2 separate regions of the Mus musculus genome follow, and region 2 is linked to region 1. The links are chromatin contacts, called in public HiChIP or PLAC-seq maps. All regions are on one chromosome and are shown on one strand. Each heading gives the region's core, a stretch centred on a gene start, on an enhancer-like site or on the middle of the called end of the contact. The rest is flanking DNA. Distances are from core to core; before and after follow the strand shown.

The links. HiChIP or PLAC-seq counts read pairs in DNA pulled down with a chosen protein or histone mark.
Region 2: a FOXA1 HiChIP or PLAC-seq map of pancreatic cancer cells shows a contact between it and region 1. The contact joins the promoter of A930033H14Rik here to the enhancer-like site in region 1. A contact is called at or near these places in 4 of 39 promoter capture datasets (the 3T3-L1 cell line, the C10 cell line, embryonic stem cells and 1 more) and 4 of 115 datasets of contacts at active chromatin or transcription factors (acute myeloid leukemia, embryonic forebrain, embryonic stem cells and 1 more).

The regions. Positions count from the first base shown.
Region 1 is chr10:68,162,403-68,170,195 of GRCm38.p6, forward strand. All of the region lies in intron 4 of Arid5b (AT rich interactive domain 5B (MRF1-like)), which reads right to left. The region is part of intron 1 of Gm51770 (a long non-coding RNA gene); the gene reads left to right. Among named protein-coding and RNA genes, the nearest start is that of Gm51770, 15 kb to the left of the region's middle. Within about 2 kb of position 3,844, at least 112 of the 459 cell types and tissues checked have an H3K27ac peak or open chromatin away from gene starts, as enhancers often do. A contact at or near this core is called in pancreatic cancer cells, where this site is marked.
Region 2 is chr10:69,208,248-69,216,040 of GRCm38.p6, forward strand. A930033H14Rik (RIKEN cDNA A930033H14 gene) reads right to left here and starts at 4,851. Exons shown (of 2, transcript NM_001331193.1): 1 at 4,506-4,851; 2 at 1,515-4,137. The coding sequence starts at 4,758. The coding sequence ends at 4,079. Rhobtb1 (Rho-related BTB domain containing 1) reads left to right here and starts at 4,947. Exons shown (of 11, transcript NM_001252637.1): 1 at 4,947-5,128; 2 at 7,055-7,105.

The DNA.
Region 1 (7,793 bases), core at 2,594-5,093:
TTCTTTAAAAATTCATATACATATTCCTTATTCATTCATTCATTCATTCATTCATTCATTCATTCATTCACTTATTTATTGTGTGTGTATGTGCATCTGTGTGTGGGTGCATGCACTTCTGTGTGTGTGTGTGTGTGTGTGTGTGTGTGTGTGTGTGTGTGTGTGTGTGTGTATACATGTGCATAGGCCACAACATGGTGTGGACAGACATTAGAAGTCAACTTGCATAACCATCAGGAATCAGTTCCCAGCTTTTAGCACATGGGTTCGGGTGAACAAACTCAGGTTGCCAGGTCTGAAGGGAAGGACCCTCCTCTCCTTATTCACCTTACAGACCCTCTACCTCATTTTCTGAGACATGTCAAGGGCTTTCATACTGGGTATCCAACATCAGATCTCCACAATTTGGAAGAAAAAAACCCATTTACCCAGTAAAGTATCTCTCCAGAGCTACCATGTTTCAGTTCTTTAGAAGGCCCAGGGGATATCTGCCCAAGGAGAATACATCAATTTTTATCTTTGTTGATGACAGCCTCCTAATTATATAATGGTAAATGAGCACTTATGGAAGCCATAAGCAAAGGGCTAGGGACCAAGGATGGTATGATGGGCCAGCAGAATGACTCGCCAGAGCAAAGGTGCTTGTCACTCAAGCCTCATGACCCATGTTGAATCCTGGCTGGCTCCCTAGAACCCACGTGAAGGTGGAGGAAGGACAGAACCAATTCCACCAACTTGGGCTCTGGCTCCCACACCCGTGCTGTGGCACTCACACACTCCTTCCAATAAATTTTAAAAATAAAATGAATGTAAATGTTCAGGGCTGACCACTCGGTATTCAATGGCTAATGGGGGTGGGGTGGTGCTCTTCTCTGGAGAAGACTGAAGTTTTCCTCTCTCAGTGTTCTTTAGATGCTCCTAGTTCTTTGCTTGGAGTTGGGTCCGCCATGCTTCCCCCCACAATGTTAATGTGGCCCAGTGAGGAGGCATGGGCCGTGAATCTGAGACAGAGCCATTGGGGGTTGGGGATACACGGGAAGGGCCGGAGGAAGAAAATGGAAAGAGGAAAGTAATGTAATTAAATTGTAGTTTTAAAACAAAATAATAATAATAATAATAATAAAACCTGCCCTAACTCTGAAGCAACCACCATGGACCAGAACTGTCCCCACCACAAAACCTCTGTGCCCCAAGAGATGGCTGTTCCTATAATCAGGGTCTTTAGATCTCAGCTGCACCTTGTCTGGAAGATATTAAAACTTTTGGAGTCCAGCCTGGTCTATGCTGCAAAGCTAGATTCACAATGAACCACATCACAATGAACAATTCAGAGTGGGCTTCCAGTCTACAGGTAGCCCTGGGTCCTCAGACCCGCTACCAGGAGAGACACACATAATGGAAAATTTAGACCTGAAAACTCTGCCATTATGGTCATTCTTCTTTGTACTTCTACAGTGGAGCGCATTTGTGATACATTAATAACTTTGTCTTTCTGATTCCTACACTGTACCATCTCCCAAATACCACAATTGTGTCAATGGGATCAGTGTCTTAAAGGCTGGGCTACAAAGTATACAGACTATAGGATGGAGGGTTGGCTCAATGGTTAGGAACACATGCAAGAGAACCCTACTTCAGTTCCTAGCACCCACACTGGGCAGCTGATAGTCACTGGTCATCTAGACCTAGAAGGTCTGATAATCTCTTCTGGCCTCAACAGGCATCTATATCCACGTGGCACATGTGCACACAGAGCGAGAGAGTGAGAGGGAAAGTGAGAGGGAGAGAGGGAGAGGGAGAGGGGGAGGGGGGCACATACACATATATAAATATATATAAAGTTAAAAAGATCTTTAAAACATATGTGTTAATTGTCTAGAACCAAAGGCAGTTAGCACTGCAGTGTGTAGGCCTGGCTGTACTCCAGTTTATCTACGCAGCTGGCAAGTGCAACTCCAACCATATCTTAAAGTGCTGAAATAACCAATTCTTTATTTTTTTTAAAGAAATAAACATCATATCTCATACCCAGAAGGGGCCAGAATGGGGGCTTTTCTGGTTCATATATATGGTATAAGACATGGGGAGGTACTGCTCCATAAACAGCCCTGACCATAGCCTGGATTTCTCTCACCCTAGAAGTCGTCCTTCCCAACAGAGTAATAGTTATAGAAAATGAAATTTAGGTTTTCAATTACACCGACTTTCTCTTTCATATTCAAATGTTACCCATATCCTCCAACATGTTTACAGAGTTCTCCCAGATTTCTAAATAAATACACTAAAGAAGTTCTGAAATATACACATTTTAAAGATGGCTTTGCGTGCACCAAGCTATGCCCAGATGTTTAACATTCATTCCAAATTTCTCAATAAATGAGCACGCCAGGAAAGCAAACACGAGCTGACAGTATTTAGTCTAAGTTTCTTTAAATGGTTTAACATGGCCAATAACAGTATTTCATTATCAGGCATTATTAAGGCATTTAGAAAGAGGGGTTGTGGGATATGAGGCAGAGCAGCGGATAAATATGGTTATCACAATGATAACCATACTGTTTGGGGTTTTCATAATCTGCTGTGGTAATGAGTCTTGTCTTCTGTCTTCTGAATTCCATATATATATATATATATATATATATATATGAATTTCATATACATATACAAATATATGCATGTGAATATATCTGAATATATCTATTCATAACAAATCCATGATCCCAGCTCACTGCCACAAGTGCTCATTAACAACCACCACAAACTCACAGTCAGTTCTGTGAGCTTTGAACCAGTTCCAGAACCAGGGCTACAGCAAGTGGCAGTTTGGCCTTTTCGCTTCTCTGAAAAAAAAAAAAATTTTTTTAACACCTTAAAAAATTCCCCATAACTGCTCCCTTCACACCTTTTATCTCCTTCCTAAATCCAAAATATTCACTCACTAAATCTCCAAGGTTGCTGTGTTCTTATGTAATACGTAATTTTCTTCGTGTCTCTGGTGTTGGCTTGTGAAATGCCTTTAATTAAAAAAGCTAAAAGCTCTCTAAATCTGGATGGCAGACTCATTTCCAGGGCACTCAGGCATGTTGTCTAATTTTAAAACTCTGACAGGATACATGTAAATTTATGCAAGTTTCACAAAAGTCACAATTTCCTCCTTGAATTCAAGCTAAAGAAACCGCCTGCAGCCCTTTCCAGAGCTGTTTACTTTACTGGAGAGCTCTTTTTTTCTTTTTTTTCCCCCCATTGTGTTGGAGGTAATTATTGTGAAGATATCTCCTGTCAGCTTCCTGTGGATCCAGTCAGAAGGAAGGAGTTAAATTTCCCTGATTATTGATCAAACAGACTCTTTGATCCCCAAGCTAAAACTATGAAACACCACTTGGGGGGAGGGGCTTGAGGATATTATCATGCAAATTATTTTGGTTGACAGTAATTAAGAAATTATATGTTAAGAAAAATCAGTAATTGTTCACATGAGTCATTAATGTGTTTTCGTTCTTTGTAGAATGTTCTGGCACGCCCTTCCTTTCTTGCTTTAAATAAGCGAGGAGGGAACACACAGTATTTGCAGCTCAGCAGAGCACCATATTAATAGAAAGTTTGCTTGGAAGAGCAGCTTTGTGGAACCCCAGACCTGGTTCTTTGCCTTTCTCCATACTGTCCTTCACCCAAGAACTGTCTTTACAAAGCTGGGGTAGGCTGTTTGAGCATCTGAGGCAGGCTCACCCATGAGTGGGGACTGTTCCCCCTCCCCCCCTTCAGAAGGTCATAACCATTGGTCTCAACACTTAGGAAATCTACACAGAAAAAACCTACACACTCAGGGACTCAGAACTAGCCTAGCCACGGGCCATTAAGCAGTTCCAGCTAATTCCATGACTCCCTAGAAACAAATCTTCGCTTGGAACTCAACCTTTGCCAACGTTTGCTTTGGAGAGATTTTTTTTAGATCCACAGGAAAGAGACTCCAAGCGGATGATGGGAGGTTTGAGACAGGCTCCCAGGTGATGGGTACACCTTGGAATGAACTCCAGTTAGCTTATAAATCATTGATCCCTGGAAGAACGCAAATGAAAATCACGCTTTTGTTTTTTTGGTTTTTTTTTTTTTTTTTTGAAAGGCAGCCTCAAGTACTGACATGTGATACATAATAGTCTTAAACCAGTTCTGACATAATATCTCTGGCAGCTCTAATAACCACAAATGATTGCTTTAGTTAAGAACTAGCCAGGAGCAAAATAGAGCCATGTCGTTTGAGCCATAAATACCTCAACAATATTTTATGCCACTTTGTAAAAAGTTAAAGGAGTTTTATAATAATTAACAACAACAACCAAAAAAAAAAAAAACCCACGCCTTGTATGGACACTGTGAAAGCTTATTTCATAGTCCCAAGGCTGCCAGTGTGGTGAATTATGTAGGCACCAGAGAAGCATTAAGGAGAAATAATAGCAACTTAAATGAAGGCTGACGTAATTCATGATAAACAGTCATTGGAAAATATTACAGTGTTGTCTTTCTTTCTTTCTCTCTCTCTTTTTTTTTTTTGAGTGGGTTTAATCAGAAGAGTATGACCATAGTCTAACATAAACCACTTCCCTTTTCCACTGTTAGTAGTTGGAATTCTGGCATTTGCCCTAGCTAGCTGCAAGGTTTTTATTCACCATAATTGCTGAATCCAGACCCTCAACACCTCTGGGGACCTTAACAGTGTCAATTTGGAATTCTGATTGATGGAGGAGCTTCCAAGACAAAGCCCCAAATCTCTGAGCTGCGTGGTTGGTCCAAAAGTGGGGCTGAAATGGGAGGGTGGCATAGCCAGGGTGCTTTAAAGAATACATATCAGCAAGGGTGGCTAAGGACTGCCCACACTGAAGAATGACTCTATTGTCCCTTCTAATAGAATCTGTGAGGTGGTGTCAACCAGCCACCTATCCTGATAAGAGCAAACCTTGGCCCCAGATTGTTCTGGGTGAACTGTAAGTATAGCAACACACAAAGACGTAAACACAGTCACAGCCCAACCTGCCAATCTCATTAATACCGAATGTCACCAGGTCAGGGCCAGAAGGCGTGATCATACCACAGAGTTGTCACAGAGATGGCTAGCTCTGAAGGTGAATTAAAAGTTGTCACCTGCTGTGGAACCCCTGATTAGGAGCAATAGCCCAGGAGAGAGTCTCCCTCAGATATGGGGAGGCAGGACACCATTTAACTCTCCGGTGCTCACCCTATTTCTGGGAGTTTAACGGGAAGACATAATACACGATTATGTCAGCAAGGCCTTCCAGCGTCAAGTTCGTTGAAACGTCTTTAAGTCAAATATTGATTAGCTGTGCCGAGGCAGGAAAGGGAGCCTACAACAGAAAGCAGAAAAATCTTACATTTTCTTCCCACCACTGGCTTCTATCTCAGCCATGAGCTGGCCTTTGCAAAGGCTATTAAGAGCAACTAACGTGATTCTTTTTTTTTTTTTCCTCTTCCTCTACTTTTCTCTGCCAGCCTTGGGATAGAGGTGTTAACGAGCTGGAATAGACTCAAAGACTGGAGAATAGGTCTTCTGGAAGTTGACAGCTTGGGTGATCCTACACAGAGGGGCCTCTGTCCCAGATGACCAGGCACTAAGTGCCATCTTTGGATGATGACTTACAATAGCCAATATATAGCAGAGCATACTATTTTAGACATGGAATCCTTCCTCCCACCCCATTGAATCTATTTAAATCATTTCAGAGGTCAACTATCTAGCCACTCCTTTAAAACTATTTCAAAATAAGATGGATGGCTTTCTCTGACATTACCACTCATAAAAATGTATTTTATCTCCTCTTAGCACAACAAGCCTTCCTTTCTTGAAATAGCTCATCTTGAGCGCTATCAGTGCGTTTCGCTCTGTGCACAAATATTTTGTGTATTACAATGAGCAGCAGAATGCAAAGCTTGCAAATACTTATTTTTAGACATATGGGAAAAAAGGCAGTGCGAGCTAAAAATAAAGAATGAAGCAGTCACTTATCAGTGATGCCATTGGACATGCAAACGCTTCCGCCATTGGGCTTTTTCTCCACATGCTGTGGATCACAGCAAGAAACATCACTCTGAGCACACACACACACATGCGCGTACATGCACACACACATACCACATCACATACTACACACTACACACACACACACACACACACACACACACACACACACACACACAAGAAAATATTATTTCACAGCCGAAAACATCCAATCACTAAAAACAACATCTGGGTGTCATTAATAACTTACTCTACAGTTGAACCAGCCAAATAATCTGTAGCCTGACTCAGAACTTCTGAGTTTCTATTTTTGAAAGGAGGTGGGATCAGGGAAAGAACCGAACAGCATGCCTTACTTTTGCAAACGTACACGCCCTGGGCAGTTTCTGAATTTCTAGAAACGTGTGCACACATACTAACCAGCATGCGTACACAGGAAATGCAGGCTGTTTTATGTTATATGATTATTGCCACTACCCTTGACCCAGAGTCCTGCTGTTGTTTGGAGGAAGTTTCTACTGTAATATTGAGTTTGCTCTTTCCCCTCAGAGCCTTTGTGTATAATTAGGCATACTTTGTAGACTGGTGAGAATCTGGCCATAAGTAACATCTGAGAGATGAAGCTTCCATTTCAAACTTCCACAAAGCCTTTTGTATATAGCCTCTTAACACGTTTAGAGAATAGGCACACTGTTCAAACAGTCCAGCCCTGAGATAAAAGAGCTAACGATGTGCCTGCCGTACAATCCACCTCTCTAAAACACCCTAAATATTTATACTAACGGGAGTTGAAAATAGTATCAAGGAAAATGCCAAAATATTTCTACATGTTATTGGTAACAGTCGCTGGGAAGACAGATGCCAAAATCCAGCATGGTTCTAATTCACTGGGTCCTGTCACATGGCCTGTCCTAAGCTTGGTGAAATGTCAACCAACTTATGAACTGCAGAAAATTGTCTTTGGGGTAAGCTATATTTACAGTCCCCTCCCCCCTTTAAGTGCCTCTAGCAGGTCACCGAACAAGATACTGAATTTCAATGCACATTTTCCCCCCTTTGTCTCTAGAGTCAATGATGCAACAATCAATGGGTTTCATCCTTACATTTACAATGATACAATTACAATGCAATTGTATCAGCCAGATGGTACATGTAACAATGATGTCTCTACAGGAAGAGGTGTTAGGATCAATGAACCATAACACTCCATTGGTCTACATGAGAGGGCTGATGCCTCCCCTCAGTCCCCAGGATAGAACAGAGAATAAATATTATCAGTCCTATGGACCACACTAAGTCAGCCATCCTTGAGGGAAAACAACAACAACAACAACAACAACAACAACAACATATAAGCCCTTAAGTATGGTTATGTCTCAACATGAAGCTGCAAGCAAACTGGACCAGACCATGGGTGTGAGTTTTTCCCTCATGTACTGACCCCTCAGCACACAGGGGGTGGATCTCAGTGAATGGAAGACGTCCTATCATCCTCTCATCTTCCAACTTAGCCTCTCACCTCCAACAGGTGCTCAGCTGTCAGAGGAGGGTAAGAGAAAGATAGATCAGGTTTGAAGTCAGAAGAAGGGATGCAGGTTCATATGAAGAACACCTCTGGCTTCCCTATATGGGTGTAAGTCAGGTTCTCGAACTCACTGTTTAATGAATGAGAGTAGTTAGCAGACTACTAAAAGGAACAGGATAGCATGAATCCCAGCACCCAGTTTATTAGCATGTGGAATGACTTCCTTCAACAACACTGTCT
Region 2 (7,793 bases), core at 3,601-6,100, 1.0 Mb after region 1:
AACAGCTGCTTTTCAATAAACCTTTTGACCAAATGCAGCTGTTCTTTAAAGCAGGCCCATCCGCCAGCTTATTTTCTCGTGTCCCCACTCCCTATGACTGAAATGGCTCCCTAGCACCTGACATCCATTCACCAACCTAGCATTAGATCTGGCATGCCAGACCAAAGGGTGGGAAGTGGCAGCTGTCTCTGCTACACCCCAATGGCCCAAGCCACTGGTCCACAGCTGTTGCATCAATCACTGGGGGAGGTCTTTTGCGCCTGCGCAGGAGGGTGGGGCGTTGGCTCCTCCGGCTGTCGGTTATAGACCGCTCCAAAGAGGACTTAACACCACATGACTGAGAAAACTCTCCGTGGGAATTTTATGTGAGTAACTTCCCATAACCACGGATATACTGGAAAAAGCTTCAGGCAATAGAAGCACTGAGCACTCGTAATTAAGTTGATGATAGAGTTTTCCTGGGGGTACTGCATATTTAATTTGCAATTTGAAGATTATGACCCCAGAACTTTTTTTAATTCAACAATAAGTTCTAGAGAGTTGGCTGACAGCTGTAAGTCTTGCACCTCTTGCAGAGGATCAGAGATCAGATCCCAGAACCCACGTTGGCATCTCTCGACCACCTTCAAACTCCAGCTACTGGTCTCTGACTCCCTCTTGTGGCTTCTGCAAGCACCTGCACTTCTGTGCACATACACCTAGGCAGCTGCACATAAGCACGCATATGAGGGAGGATGGGATAAGGGGTTTTCAGAGGGGAAAACAGGAAAGGGGATAACATTTGAAATGTAAATAAAGAAAATATCTAATTTTTTAAAAGGGAAAAACTATTTAAAAAAACAAAAATTAAGAATATGCAATAGCAAGACAACCTATCTATAAAATAACAAAAACCAAGAACATCTCTTTTAGCGATTAGTAGTTAAGGGTGGTCAGTTAGCCTAGGAAGAGATGTTTTGACAGAATTGGTCATTAGGGAAATGCAAATCAAAGCCACGGTGAGATAGTTCTCTTCATTAGTGTTGAACAGTAATTTTGTAAATAACAAACCAAAAGAAGAAAAAAAAGTGAGGATGCTAAATATTATTGGTAGGGAGGTGAAACGTGCAATCACTCTGAAACTAAACAGTCCAACAGCTTAGTTAGCATTTGATTTGGAACTTGGCATTCTTGAACATTCATCATAAAGGAAAAAACATTCACACACAAAACATTTGTGTACCAATGTTTATGGAGTGTTTTTCCACTGTGGCAAAATATTGACAATATTTGAATGGCATTCCATGGGTGAATGAACACACCCTGCTAGGTCCATATAATGGACACTTAGCAACGAAAAAAAAATGAGCTACTGCTACAGATGATCTCAAAGGCAGTGTGTGCAGAGAAAAATTCAATCTAAAAATTTACATACTGATATTTCCAGTAATAGGTCTCACCAGGATAAAAGTCTAGAAATGGGGGCAGGAAGGTGATAGTTAATGGCTTCAGGGGAATTACAAACACCAAGGACTCAGTAGTGAGTGAGTTTATTGGTAATTAAAGAACACTTCTATATGTAAATTCTGGTATTTAAATTTTTAAGTTATAATTATTGTGTATGTATGTGCATCAGCATGCACGTGTGAGGTGGCCAGTCTGGGATGGTTTTGGTTGTTGGTGTTGTTTTGATTTGGTGTTGGTGGAGGGGGTGTTTTTATTTTATTTTATTTTATTTTATTTATTTTGGCTGTGTGTGTGTGTATGTGTGTGTGTGTGTGAAGGGCAACATCATTGGTTAAAATACCTACCATAACAAGTTTAACATCACCATTGTGCAAGAAAATTTGTGTTGAGAGAGAAATGTTGGCTAATTCCCAGTGAGGCCTCCAGTCCTTGTATATCTCAGGTGAATGATGCAGATTGTGTTAGCGAGCAGGAAGGCTGGTTCTTTGGTGGGCTGGAGCACAGCTGAGCTCTTGCGTGAAGCTGCGCTATCCGCTTTGCTTTTATCCCCTCTTTTCTGCCGGCGGTCACGGTCCATGCTGTATGCCCACTCCTCCCACCTTCATGAATCAGAGGTCCCGTGTGTGAAGTTTGGGGCACCATGGGCCCCGCATGTCGATGGCAGTGTCTTCTTGACATCCCTGTCCTTGCTTGGTACAAAGTTCCAGTAATTTTTTTTTTTCTTCTGCTGTCTCTGAAATCTCCATTAGTAGCAATTTATTTTCCTGGAAGTTCTCCAGATCAGTTCCCCCTCAAGTTTAGGTATGCCATGAGGTCAAAAATGGTAGCAAAATGGCTAGTAGGCATTCCTTATCCACTCTACAAGGATGGTCGGGGGGGGGGGGGGGGGCTCAGGAGATGGTCAGGCACCCCAAGAGTATGCACAGTACTAGGTGTCTTTCTACTCTTACAACCTCTCTGATGCTTCAGAAATATGTGCAGGTGTGTGCATATGCTGCCATGTGGGGGGAGGGGTGGTAAAGGGTGGCACTCGCCTGTGCACGTACTTGTGGAGTTCAGAGGTCAACCTTGGGGTTGTTCCTTAGGATCTGTCCCTTCCCCCCTCCCCCACAGGAACTAGGGGCCACTGAATCAGAGAGGCTTTAGAACCAGTGAGCCCCAGGCATCCTGCTGTCTCTACCTCTGGCAGTGTGGGGGAACCACAGGGGCATGCCATTATGCCTGGCATTTTTCGAAAGTTATGGCAGGTTCATCTTTTGAATGTGTGACTGAGGAAGTGAAAGACACCTGAAGGGGACCGGATGTTACAACAAAGGTTAGTGATAAAATAAAGCCAGCCCTCGATGACCCTGGGGCACAAAAGTCAACCACTAACAATACTGAAAAAATGCAAATTGCCCTTGCCTCAGTTACCCCATCTGTAAAATGGTTCCAATGGCCTGCCTCATCAGTTGTGGTGGTATAATAATCTTAAGGAAAAAAAAGAGAGGAAAGCCATTCCCCGCTGCACTTGGGGCCACAATACATATTTCTTAGTTTCTAAGTTCCCATTTCTTAGTTACTGTTCTATTCCTCGGTGCCCCAAGGTAGTTTGAAAAGAACTGACTTGCCGAGAAGTAGCTAGTTAGCAACAACGGGGTTAATTAACTTTCCCTAATATATTCCTGGAGAGAGTATCTATTGATTGAGTCTTTCAACATGGTGTCCTTTTAAAGCAGGCTGAGGGGAGTCTACCCCTTGCCAAGCAAATGACCATATTCAGTCACGATCCACCTTGAACTCCTCAGACACGGGAATTTGACTTCTTCCTTCCTTCTCTTGCTAGCATCAAAAGGTTATGGCCTTGATGACCCCATCTCCAACCACAACAGTACATTAAGGATTGCTTAAATACCGCAGGTTGCCTGCACAACATTTTCTTATTTAAAAACATTTCGTTTGCTTAGCCTGTTGGTGGTACAAACCTGCAAGGCCGAGGTTGCAGGAGTTCAAGGCCAGCCTTGGCAACATAGCGAGAGTTGGAGACCAGCTATGGGAGGATCTAAGGGAGGGGCAGGAAATTGCCAAAGAGACTGGAAACCAGAGATCCTGGGGAGGAAGAGAAGTCCATCTAAGAAAACCAAATGTGGTTTCCTGAAAAGGAGGGACGGAGGCGTTACTGTGAGAGAGGGTTTTGTTTGCTATTCATTTTTTTAAGGGAAGTTGAAGGATAGCCCTAAGTAACCGTCCTCACAGTAAAATACGGCTATCTATCTTTCCCACCCTTTCGAGATGCTGGCAAGGCCTTAGCTAAGAACTGATGGAGGCCAAGGATGTAGCGTGGCCATTTTTTGTGTGCTCCATGTCAGCCTTTAGAAGGGTTTTATAAACGTAGCACATCCCTAGTTGAAGGCATTCACATCCTAATCCGCCAGCTGTCTCGTCTCGTTGCAGGACTAGAGTGAGCGGATTACACAGCCCAGTCTAACAGGCAGTTGAGAAGGCGGACTGAAAGTTCCCTGCGGACAGGAGCCAAGTTAGTTGCAGTTCCCTGTCACCTCCTTAGAGCATCGCGTGATGCCAGACACCCCTAGGCACCTAGGCAGTTCTTCTGCGGATCCGTGAAAAGTAACCAGAACTCTGCCCCCAGAACTCACAATCGGCTTGAAAGTCCACAGTGTCCCCGAAACTGGTTTTCCCTTCCAAGATTTCCTGCAGACCCAGAAGAGGCCGAAATCAGTTTCAGCTCCCCCCCCCCGCCCCCCAGCCTCTCTAAAACAGCTGATTTCGGGGTGGGAGGTGGGGGTGGGGAGGACCGGGTGGGGGGAAAAGCTGGGCGTCCCCCCCCCCCGCCCCCTGCCGGGACCCCTTGAGCCCGGTGCAGGGGAAGGTGACCAGGAGGGGGAGAGCCAGCCCGCACGTGCAGCGCCCAGGGGAGGAGGCTGGGCCAGCGCAGCGCTTAGTCAGCAGCTGGGCTCGGTTTTGAAACAAAAGCCAATGTCCTCCCTCGGAGTCCGCGGCCGGTCAGTTCCTAGGGGGAAGAAAGCTATGCTGCCCAGCCGGTTAGTGGCCCAACTTACTTTTCCTGAGCCCAGGACTGAGGGCCAGCGGATGTTCGGGAGTGGGTGGGATGCTGCGGGGAGGGGGCGCGGGGACAGCTCGCACACACCCTGCCCTGCTCTGATCTCCGCTTGGCTTAAGGCCGGGTCCCCGGGGTAGCGGGACGCACGCTGATCCCGGCCCTGGAGCCCAGGCCCCTCCGGTGTGCGTGCAGCCGCAGCACCTTCGCCACCTCGCGTCCCACAGCTCAGACACACCAGGCCCTGGTTTCATGAATGAAATCCAATCGTGTGGTTATAAATAGCCGCCAAGGCTGCTCACGTCACGGTGGAGAGAGAGAGAGCGATCGGAGGCCGCCACCGCTTTGCTCGCTCCGTGCCCGGGCGCAGGGTTCCGCCCGGTGCCCCGCCTGGCCAGGAAAGGGGGCGGGAGGAGGGCAGGGCTGGCGGCGACAGCGACCTGGGGACGAGTCCCGTGGCCTGCGCCGGGACGCGGACGCGGCCGGGTGCGGCTGGGCCATGCTGCCTTTGTGCCACGCCGGGCGGGTGGCGCGCGGTGCGCAGGGTCCCGGCGTCCCCGCGAGCGCGCGCGGCGGGGGCCGCTGCTGAGCGGCGGAGGGAGCCAGGTCTCGCTCGGCTGCAGGGTAGGTGGCTGTGTCGTGCTGAGTGTCCCAGTGAGCAGCGGAGCACCCTCACCAGCTCCCGATTGCCTCGCGGGTGGCAGGTGGGGACCCCGGCCCATGTTCCCACCCTCCCCCAGCAACGTTTGCGAGAGTGAGCTGAAGGGATGCGGGGGGACAGTCCCCTCCCAGAGGAGTGAGCTGAAGAGATGTGGAAGAGCACCCGCCCCGGCCGCACCCCTAACTTGTAGCGGCAGACAACACGTACAACAGGCACCTTAGCAGTCCGGTTGCACCAGGGCCGGGTGCTGCCGCGCCCCCGGGGAAAGGCGCCTTTTCCTCGAAGGACTCTGGTGGGGAACTTGGGACGCGAGAAGCAGGGTGCTCTGAGCCCTTGGGTGTTTGCCCTGCCCCAAGCAGTGTCTTTGGATGCACGATGACGCCCCTCTCCCTCCCCTCCCCCCTAGCCCTGTGTCTAGGGAGTCTGTTGTGAGTTGCTGTGCCAACAATACACGCTGCCTTGTGAGGGGCTTGCACACACCTCAACTTAAGTGTTCAGCTAGGTTCACAGCCAGGGGGTAGGGGGAGAGACACAGAAGAGATCCACACTCACACCCACCCCCAAAAAAGTGGAAGGAAGGCAAGACTGTGTAAAAAATGTATATATAACATTTGATTCCACTGTTGGCCGTGGGGTTTCCATCCCATATCAAACTACTCAACGGAGGAGCAAAGTCAATATTTAGACTCAGACAAGCCAGAAAAGTTAGGAGGGAGAGCCAAGCACAGGGTTCTGAGTTGGCTTTGCACGTCAGCACAAGAGCTGCGCCTTTGGGACTGCCTGTACACATATGCTGGGGCATTGGGGGTGGAGGCATGCATTAAGCTTGATAAGTTACAGAAAGCTGGGAAACGCTAGATAGTAGCAAGCAGAGGAGACATCCTGACTGAATCTCCCTGGTCTGTGCTTTTGGGGAAACTACTGAATACTCAGCCTGGGGTTTCAGCATGAGGTTCTCTGTAGGTTGTGCTACCTGCCATAAAAACATACAAGAGACTCCAAACCATGCCATGCTTCCAGAGGCATTCAGCTTGGCCAAGGGCAGATAATAAGCCACCAACAGGCTCATAAGTTCACTTTTAAACACTCTTTTGAGACTCAGTGTATTATTTCATCTTCAGTGATCTTTGGGACGCCTATGAGAACCAGTGGTTCCCATTAGACAAACTCAATCTTTGGACTGTCAGTAACATCTGAGTGTTGTCCCCACAGGGGAAGCAAGCAGTCAATTATCATATTAAACAAGATTCTTGATGAGACTCCTGGATCATATTTGAAAATCAATGGGGGTCTGGGTTTGATCCATTCCTTCCCATGGTGGGAGGCTTTAGCCCATCTCTATCAACAGTCTCTATGTTCCAAAGTTGTGAAGGTCACGGGCATCCCAAGGTACAGGGTTATGTATGCTCACAAGGATGCACACAAGTAGCCTGGTTGATGTTACCGACTTATTACTTCTACAGAAAAAGAAAATAATTAATAATAATAATAATAACAGAAGAAACCAGAATTCATTGTGTTGGGGTTAAGATGGTGTTTTAAAATGACAATTTTTTTTAAGAAAATCTCCCACTCCCTTGTCTATTTGAGAAAACCAGTGAGTTTTCACTGTGCTTACCATCCATTTGTGGCTAAGTGCTTTTTCTGTATCATCCCCAAATGCTCAGAAATATACTTCTTCGAATGCTATAAAATGCTAACATAGCTATTTCAGGAGATACTTGACCCAAAGAAATACCAGTGTACACAGAGCATAAACCAAAGTTAGTCAGACTCTGCCCATCCTCGCCTGTGGAGAAAGATACAAAGTATGTTAGAGAAAAAAAAAGAGTTCCTGTGGGCTGGTGGCAGGCAGAGGGATTTTAACAGTATTTCTCTCTATTCTCTAGGTAAGACCAGCTGTGCGCAGGAACTCCTGTTCTTCACTTCCCGGGAGCGAGGTCAGTAGCTCTGCGCATGCCCACAAGCACAGATGAGTATTGTAGCCTCTGATGCTGAGATATGTTCTAGAGCAGGTTTCTTAGTCGTTTTGTCTCGAAAGAATCGGGTTTTGCTGTTTTATATGGTTTGAATCCATTGTTTGTTGAAATCAGTCTATTTTCTCTTCAAAGAAAAGAACCTTAAAATGAATCTTGTGTGCCCCGTCTCTCCTTCCTGTGGGTCATTCTAAGGAGAAAATCAAAATGGTAGTAGACAGTTGAGGGTCCTGGGCATCTGAGTGTAGTCGGTAATGGAGATTTGACTCATCTTCATCTTAGCCTTCAGGAGATTTCATAGACTAGTAGTGGACATTTGTGAGCATGCGTCAAGATTTGGTTCTGTCCATTTATGGTTTTATTCTACATATATGTGTGTCAAATAAATGGAAAAACACATCATACACACCACACACACATATGCAACAACTGTGGTGTGCAACAGCTTTTGGGTTTTTTGTTTTTTAAAAGATTTGTCTTAATCTAAAAACATAAACTCCTGTTTGAAAACTTCATCTCTGACAGGGAGACAGAGGCCAAGAAAAGTTGAGTGACTTATTTAATCTAGTAACTACAGATATCCCGGGAACACTCGGCACTGCAGCTGTCCCTAGAGAAGAGGGTCCACTCTTCTAAGTAAATAGGTACTTCC